Regions from separate parts of the Mus musculus genome. Here region 1 is linked to region 2. A link is a contact called in public promoter capture Hi-C data. All regions are on one chromosome and are shown on one strand. Each heading gives the region's core, a stretch centred on a gene start, on an enhancer-like site or on the middle of the called end of the contact. The rest is flanking DNA. Distances are from core to core; before and after follow the strand shown. Region 1 overlaps Pxn (paxillin). Region 2 overlaps Gm35515 (a long non-coding RNA gene).

Region 1 (3,547 bases), core at 937-3,436, 310 kb before region 2:
CCATTCCTACCGTCCACCTGAGGGTTCACAACCAGCTGTAACTCCAGTTCCAGGGAATCCAATGCCCTCTCCTGGCCTCTGCAGGCACGAAGCACACATGTACATACAGGCAAAACATTCACACACATTTAAAACATCAGAAATGGGGAGCTGGAGAGATGGTGCAGTGGTTAAGAGCACTGACTGTGCCGGGCGTGGTGGCGCACACCTTTAATCCCAGCACTTGGGAGGCAGAGGCAGGCGGATTTCTGAGTTCGAGGCCAGCCTGGTCTACAAAGTGAGCTCCAGGACAGCCAGGGCTATACAGAGAAACCCTGTCTCGAAAAAACAAAAAAACAAACAAACAAAAAAAAAAGAGCACTGACTGCTCTTCCAGAGGTCCCGAGTTCAAATCCCAGCAACCACATGGTGGCTCACAACCATCTGTAATGGGGATCCGATGCCCTTTTCTGGTGTGTCTGAAGACAGTGACAGCGTACTCACATACATGAAATCAATCAATCAATAAATAAATAAATCTATCTTTTTAAAAAATAAAACTTAGAAATGGCCTGGGTGGTAGAGGCGGCACACGCCTTGAAACACAGCATTTTAAAATAAATAAAATAAATTAAAAACAAATGTCTCAACACAGACTAAAGTGCTGTTTCTGGGATGTGAGGGCAGAGGCTCGGGTGTACAGTGACTGTTGAAGCAGCAGTAGCACCCCCACCAATTCAGATGAGGCTGGGGAGCCTGGACACCCCAAACCCAGAGAGGCTCACTTGGCTCTGCCAGAGAAGGAAGTGGTTTGCTGGAGGTCTAGACTCGCAGTGGGTACCTGCAGTTCTTGCCCATTTAATCATCAACCGCCATCAAAGACTGATCTACGGAGCAACTGCGGGAAGCACAGAGCAGCGGTGGCTGGCACACCTGACAGGCAGCAGATGCCCTGTCCTAAGAAGCTCACAGTAGAAAGGCCAAAAGAAGTCCAGGAGTTGCCGTGCAGTGTTGGCGCACGCCTTTAATCCCAGCACTTGGGAGGCAGAGGCAGGCAGATTTCTGAGTTCGAGGCCAGCCTGGTCTACAGAGTGAGTTCCAGGACAGCCAGGGCTACACAGAGAAACCATGTCTCGAAAAAACAAAAACAAACAAACAAAAGAACAAGAAGTCCAGGAGTTTTTGCTCGCGCTCTCTCTCTCTCTTTTTTAAATTTTTGGTTTTGGTTTGATTTGGTTTGGTTTTTGAGACAGGGTTTCTCTGTGTAACAGAACAGGCCTGGCTAGCCTGGAACTCTGAACTCACAGGGATCTGCCTGCCTTTGCCTACTGAGTGGTGGTACCCGGTTTATGCCAGCTGATGGTAGTGCATGCCTAGAGGCAGGCGGATCTCTGGGTTCAAGGCCATCCTGATCTACAATGAGTTCCTACCGAGCTAAATAAAGAATCCCGGTCTTGAAAAACCATGGGGGAGGGGGAGGGCAAAGAAACAGGATTTTATGTACGTGGATGGTGGCGCACGCCTTTAGTCCCAACACTTGGAAGGCAGAGGCAGGTGGATTTCTGAGTTCAAGGCCAACCTGGTCTACAGAGTGAGTTCCAGGACAGCCAGGGCTACACAGAGAAACCCTGTCTCAAAAAAAAAAAAAAAATGGGTTGAGTATGAGAAGCCCTGGGTTAAGTTCCTTCCTTGTGGTCTGCACTGGTGCTGGGGGTGTCCCCACACCCTAACTCCTGTGAGCTTCAGTTTCGCTTCCTCGTTCGTAGGTTGGGATGACTGCCTCCTACCTCAAACTTTACGTCCATAAGTCCATTATCTAAACAGAGGCCGAGGAAAGAGCAGCAGGGCCATGCCCAGAGCACAGAGCTCTCACAACAGCTGAGACCGCCAAGAGGGAGAGCGGAAAGGAAATGAGCTGGGTCTTTGCCGGCTTGCAAACCGGAAGAATCTGGACAATAGAATCCACGTCGGGGTGGGGATGGAACTCTGGGAGCTGCCAGCACAAAGGTTCTAAAAGGGGTCACGGGAGGAGATAAACAAGAGGAGAACAGCCATACCAGAGGGCTCAGCAGGGGAGGCAGGAGGTACTCCCACTACAGGTGCCCAAGGAGGGATGCGGAGAGCACAGGGTCGGCAGAGACACGTGCACCCGAACGAGCGAGCGAGCGAGCGAGCGAGCGAGCGGCAAGGAAAGCACACCCACGGGGGTAGGAAGTGTGTCAGCAAGTGGGTGAGGATGTCCCAGGCTGGGTCAAAAAATGAAAAAGAGGAAACCAGCTCAGAGGCCAAGATGAATAGAGACAGACTGGGACCGCAAGGCCGCAAGGGACAGTGGGCCAACCTCATGCCACTGGGCAGGGGCGGGGTCACCCACGAAGGACAACCCAAGTTCAATCCCCGGGACCCACAGGGTAGAAAGGGAAAACTCGAGCAAGATATCGTCTGACTTCCACACCTTCTGTCTGTCTGTCTGTCTCTCTCTCTCTCACACACTCACACACACACACACACACACACACACACACACACACACACACACACGGTAAGTAAATGTATGTAATTTATGGGTAAGTGTAAGTAAATAAACAAGTGTAATTTTAAAATTAAATCTAAAGGCACTTCATTGAGAAGGGGCCCGTCGAAGGCTCCGCAGTTGCTCAAGCACTGGCTGTTCTTCCAAAGCACGCAGGTTCAATTCCCAGCAACTGCATCAAGTGGATCGCAGGGGCCTATACTCCAGTTCCAAGGGATCTGACCGCTTCTTCTGGCCTGTGAGGACACGTGCATAAACTTGGTGTACATACAGACACGCACGCACACACATACAGTAAGAAATAAATAAATAAATAAATAAATAATAATCATCAACCTGCTTAAAGAGGGGAGGGGCAGGGGGAGGGGCCTGGCTGTGGGGTGAAAGAAGGAAACTGTGTAAACAAAGAGGTGTTCCTGAGGGCCTTCTGCAGTGTGCTCAGCACCCACCCCGGGTCCCGGGATTTCTCTGTTGCTAGGTCAAAAGCTCCACGGCCCATTCAAAAAGACACACTGGCACCGGGGTAGGACAGCTCAGTGGCAGAGGCCACAGGCTGGATCCCCACAACACCGGAGACATCCAAGGAAGACCGGGACAGCCCGAATGAAGCTCCCTGGCTCCCCCCACCCCCACGAGGAAGGAGCACCCCGGTGGCTTCCACCCACCTTGTCTATGATTCGAAACAGCTGGGAATATAAACCCCGAGCTCCTCAGCAAGAAAACACACCAGAACACGGCTGTTTCTGCCAAGCAAGTTCTGAATAAGCTGCATTCCATTTCATTAAAACAATTACCTGAGCTGGAGCCAAGGATTACATAAAGCTTCCTCCAGGCCCCGTCCCCTCCCCCATAAAACACACACCAGGCTACTCTTGAGATCGGCAGTATAAGGGCCCCGGTGCACCACATCCAGGCCTGGTTAGGAAGCCTCCACGAGTCCCTCCCAAGCGGTCAGGCTGATGGACAAAGACCCAGTCCCACCCCACCTCCTCGACGAAGCACTGACTTCCAGAGGGCCTGTTGGCCAGCTCAGTA
Region 2 (3,670 bases), core at 823-3,322:
TCTCAGAATTATATTTAGCTCATACAAACTCCACTGCACAATTATGTTGTAAAGAGGATTTAGACTTTCTCCTTACGTTGTTATCATTGCTTTGGGAAAAGGTAAATGCAGAGACTGGCAACGGGAAGCCGTAGCCTGCCGTATTGTTGGTTCTGTTTGTTTAGCGCGGTGCAGGGTCTAGCACATACTGATGTGACCTGGTGGGTGTGTCACGCAGGGTCTATTGAAGACACAGATGGCATGCTCAAATTAGACTATCAGAGGAGGATTTAATAAAGGGACGATTTACAAGGTTTTGGGAGGGCACAAGGAAACCGTATGATTGATACAATGTTCAAGGAGGTAGAAAGAGCCTGCCACCGCTCGAAGATGTGACAGCGGAGGAGGAAGTTACAGAACCCAGAAAGGGAGGATTCTGGGAGCCAGGCTCTTTTCTTTCTTTCTTTCTTTCTTTCTTTCTTTCTTTCTTTCTTTCTTTCTTTCTTTCTTTCTTTCTTTCTTTCTTTCTTCCTTCCTTCCTTCCTTCCTTCCTTTCTTTCTTTCTTTCTTTCTTTCTTTCTTTCTTTCTTTCTTTCTTTCTTTCTTTCTTTCTTTCTTTCGAGACAGGGTTTCTCTGTGTAGCCCTGGCTGTCCTGGTACTCACTCTGTACACCAGGCTAGCCTCGAACTCAGAAATCTGCCTGCCTCTGCCTCCCGAGTGGCCAGGCTCCTTTGAAGAGGGGGCAACCTTCTATCCAAAGACTCTGCCAACCCGAGGCAGGGAAGGAGCTGGGGATACTGAACCACTACCTTTATCCTCTGCTCTGTCTTCTGCTGCTCCCAAGAGCCGGAGGGCGAGGGAGGGCAAGGGAGCAAAACCGAGGACAGAATAGTATGAAGAAGAATAGGAAAGTGAGAGGGTACCAAGATGTCGCCATAGGTGATAGCTATTGCTGACCAGAGTTTGGTTGCTGGTGCCCTGACACATGGTAGAAGGGAAGGACCAACTAACACACACTAACACACACACACACACACACACACACACACACACACACAGAGAGAGAGAGAGAGAGAGAGAGAGAGATCCCCTAGCCTCTAAAGCACTTTCTAGAGTTCAGAATAGAAATAGTAAGATGACCCCCACTGGTTCTGAGATCAGATGTTACTTCCCTAAAAGCAAGCGAGAGAGGTCAGACAGAGCAGGCAGGTTCTGAAGCTGGGGTTGGGGGTGCCAATTATGTTCCATTCTATGGCTGTGCCCTTTGGGTACCGGCGGAATGGTCATTTCTCAAGCAGAGAAGCCAGAAAGGTTTGCCAGCACAATTTTGGAAATAGACTCGTTTTTATGAATGGAGTGAATTATGGTTTTGCATGGATTTATTTCGCGGCGGGTGGGTATGTGCCCTTATGGAGGTCAGAGGACTGTTAGCTGAAGTTGGTTCTTTTCTTCTACCACGTGGCTCACCGCGTTGCGGCCCAGGAGCTGCTGTTACCATCTGAGCTGACTCTGTGAGTCCTGGGCTCCTTTTTTCTGAGCCTGTGAAATCACTCCCCTTCCTTGATGAATCCTCCAGGAAGAGGAGGGGACTGGTCTCCTTTGGGGCCATGACTTTGACAAACAAATCAATTCGTTCCCATTTGTCTCCCTTTTGAAAACAAGCAATCCTCCCGCGTTACATAATCGAATCTTCATGGCTCGCTGGTCTGTTCTGTGTCCTCTTGAGGAATCGGCAGATGGTGCTAAGGCAGAGACCCGCGCGCGCACGCCTCGCCAGCCTCCCGACAGAGCCGCTCACAGTGTCGTCTGCCTCAGCTGTGGGGTCCCTCGCTGCCCTTTGTTTCCTCTGGATCAGTTTGCACTTTCTCATTCCTTTAGGCGCCGCTGGCTTCTTGCCTCCAGCGACCATTCCAAGATTAATTGAAAATGCTGAAAGCCGATAAAATTAAAAGAGAGAGAGAGAGAGAGAGAGAGAGAGAGAGAGAGAGAGAACAGAAAGTGAAGTCGAAAGGGCTCCCCCACCCCACCCCGACCCCTCAAGAGCCCTCCTCCGTTTTAGCTACAGACTTCTACATCCAGCCTGGACCCTGTGTAGTCTGTATTGTTAAATTAGAACGAGGATGGAAACGGGACTGCCCAGACTCAGAGGGTAGGGAGATCTGCCCAGTGACATGGTATCTCAAAAGTGTACCCCAGAGCAAGTCACATCCTCGTAGAAATGATTGTTCCCTAGATAGGGTGGTTCCCTTAGACCAGTTCTGTCACCTTTGCTTGGGAAAAATGATGTCATGCATGACTCTGTAGGGTGGAGAGCCTCCCCAGCTAGGCCCTCAGACGGAAGGAAGCACAGTATTTGGATGCTCTTGCAGAGGCACGGCGGTTTATGCCGGCTCTCAGAAGCAAAGGCGCTTAGCTTTGTGCGAGTTTGAATACGAAATAGTCCTTGCCCAGAGGTAAACCCACCTTGGAGAACTCCAGGTGCCTCACCTGGTGGCTACTTCAGTCTGGTGAGAGGCTCCCGTTCTGGGAAATTTAAAGGCTCTCTGCTTTTCCGTGTGGTGCCGTGGGCTTCTTTGTTACCAAACCCACTTTGTTTGCAAGCCATGCAGAACCGCTAAGTAGGACTGCTTGATGCGGGGCCAGGCACAGCTCCAAGCGCCACAGATGTAACCGCCCTGTTCCCAGACCGCAATGTTGGCTGACTCTGATCATGGGCGGAAACTTCCGGTGATTAAAGGATAGAACTCTCCTGACCAGGACAAAAAAAAAAAAAAAAAAAAACCAAACCGTAGCTGGTTCCTGAAGGTCATCTGTCCATTGATCGATCGTTACAGGCCACTCAGGGTCCTGGCTGTGTATACAAAGGAAATGGTCTGTCTGAGGGAGAAAAACGGCTAGGCAGGCTGGTCTTCGAATGACCATCCATCCTCTACTGAATCTGCGCATCGGAGATGAATTCTTTTTCATTTAAGGATAATCTTGAACTCCTGATCCTGCTGCCTCTTCGTAAGGGACGTTGGGGTTACAGGCATGCACAGTATGACACCCAGACTTACATAGGCTGGTGCTGAACCCACCAGGATTTAGTGCATGCTAGGCACTCACTCTACCTACTGAGCTACATTGCAACCCCTAAGAATAATTAGAATTTTCAATAAAGCTCTTAAACAAAACAAAACAAAACAAAACAAAACAAAACAAAACAAAACAAAAACAGAGCCGGGCGTGGTGGCGCACGCCTTTAATCCTAGCACTTGGGAGGCAGAGGCAGGTAGATTTCTGAGTTCGAGGCCAGCCTGGTCTATAAAGTGAGTTCCAGGATAGCCAGGGCTACACAGAGAAACCCTGTCTCTAAAACAAACAAACAAACAACAAACAAATAAAAACAAAAAACCCCAAAACACAAAACAAAACAAAAAACCAGGGTCTCTCATGTAGCTCAGGCTGACTTTGAACTTGTTATATAGCCAAGGATGACCTTGGATTATCAATCCTCCCACTTCTACCTCCCAAATGCTGGCCTTACAGGTGTGCCCTACCACCCCCACTTTCATTTTGATTCTTTTTATTTGTTACTCTCTCACTCCTTAGTGAGAGCTGATAAGACAGCTCAGAGAGTAAACCTACCCGCAGAGAAGCTTAACAACCTGTTTGATTCCCAAGACACTCATGGTGGAGAGAACCGGCCCG

Evidence for each region. Capture Hi-C pulls out chosen DNA fragments and counts their contacts.
Region 1: a promoter capture Hi-C map of adipose tissue shows a contact between it and region 2. The contact joins two enhancer-like sites. A contact is called at or near these places in 1 of 115 datasets of contacts at active chromatin or transcription factors (microglia) and 1 of 9 other capture datasets (adipose tissue).

The regions. Positions count from the first base shown.
Region 1 is chr5:115,514,975-115,518,521 of GRCm38.p6, reverse strand. All of the region lies in intron 1 of Pxn (paxillin), which reads right to left. Gm13840 (a long non-coding RNA gene) reads right to left here. Exons shown (of 2, transcript XR_387611.3): 1 at 3,178-3,547; 2 at 2,527-2,748. Among named protein-coding and RNA genes, the nearest start is that of Gm13840, 5.8 kb to the right of the region's middle. Within about 2 kb of position 2,186, at least 216 of the 459 cell types and tissues checked have an H3K27ac peak or open chromatin away from gene starts, as enhancers often do. A contact at or near this core is called in adipose tissue, where this site is marked.
Region 2 is chr5:115,202,928-115,206,597 of GRCm38.p6, reverse strand. Gm35515 (a long non-coding RNA gene) reads right to left here. Exons shown (of 3, transcript XR_387599.4): 2 at 2,444-2,729; 3 at 1,342-1,909. Among named protein-coding and RNA genes, the nearest start is that of Cabp1, 10 kb to the right of the region's middle. Within about 2 kb of position 2,072, at least 103 of the 459 cell types and tissues checked have an H3K27ac peak or open chromatin away from gene starts, as enhancers often do. A contact at or near this core is called in adipose tissue, where this site is marked.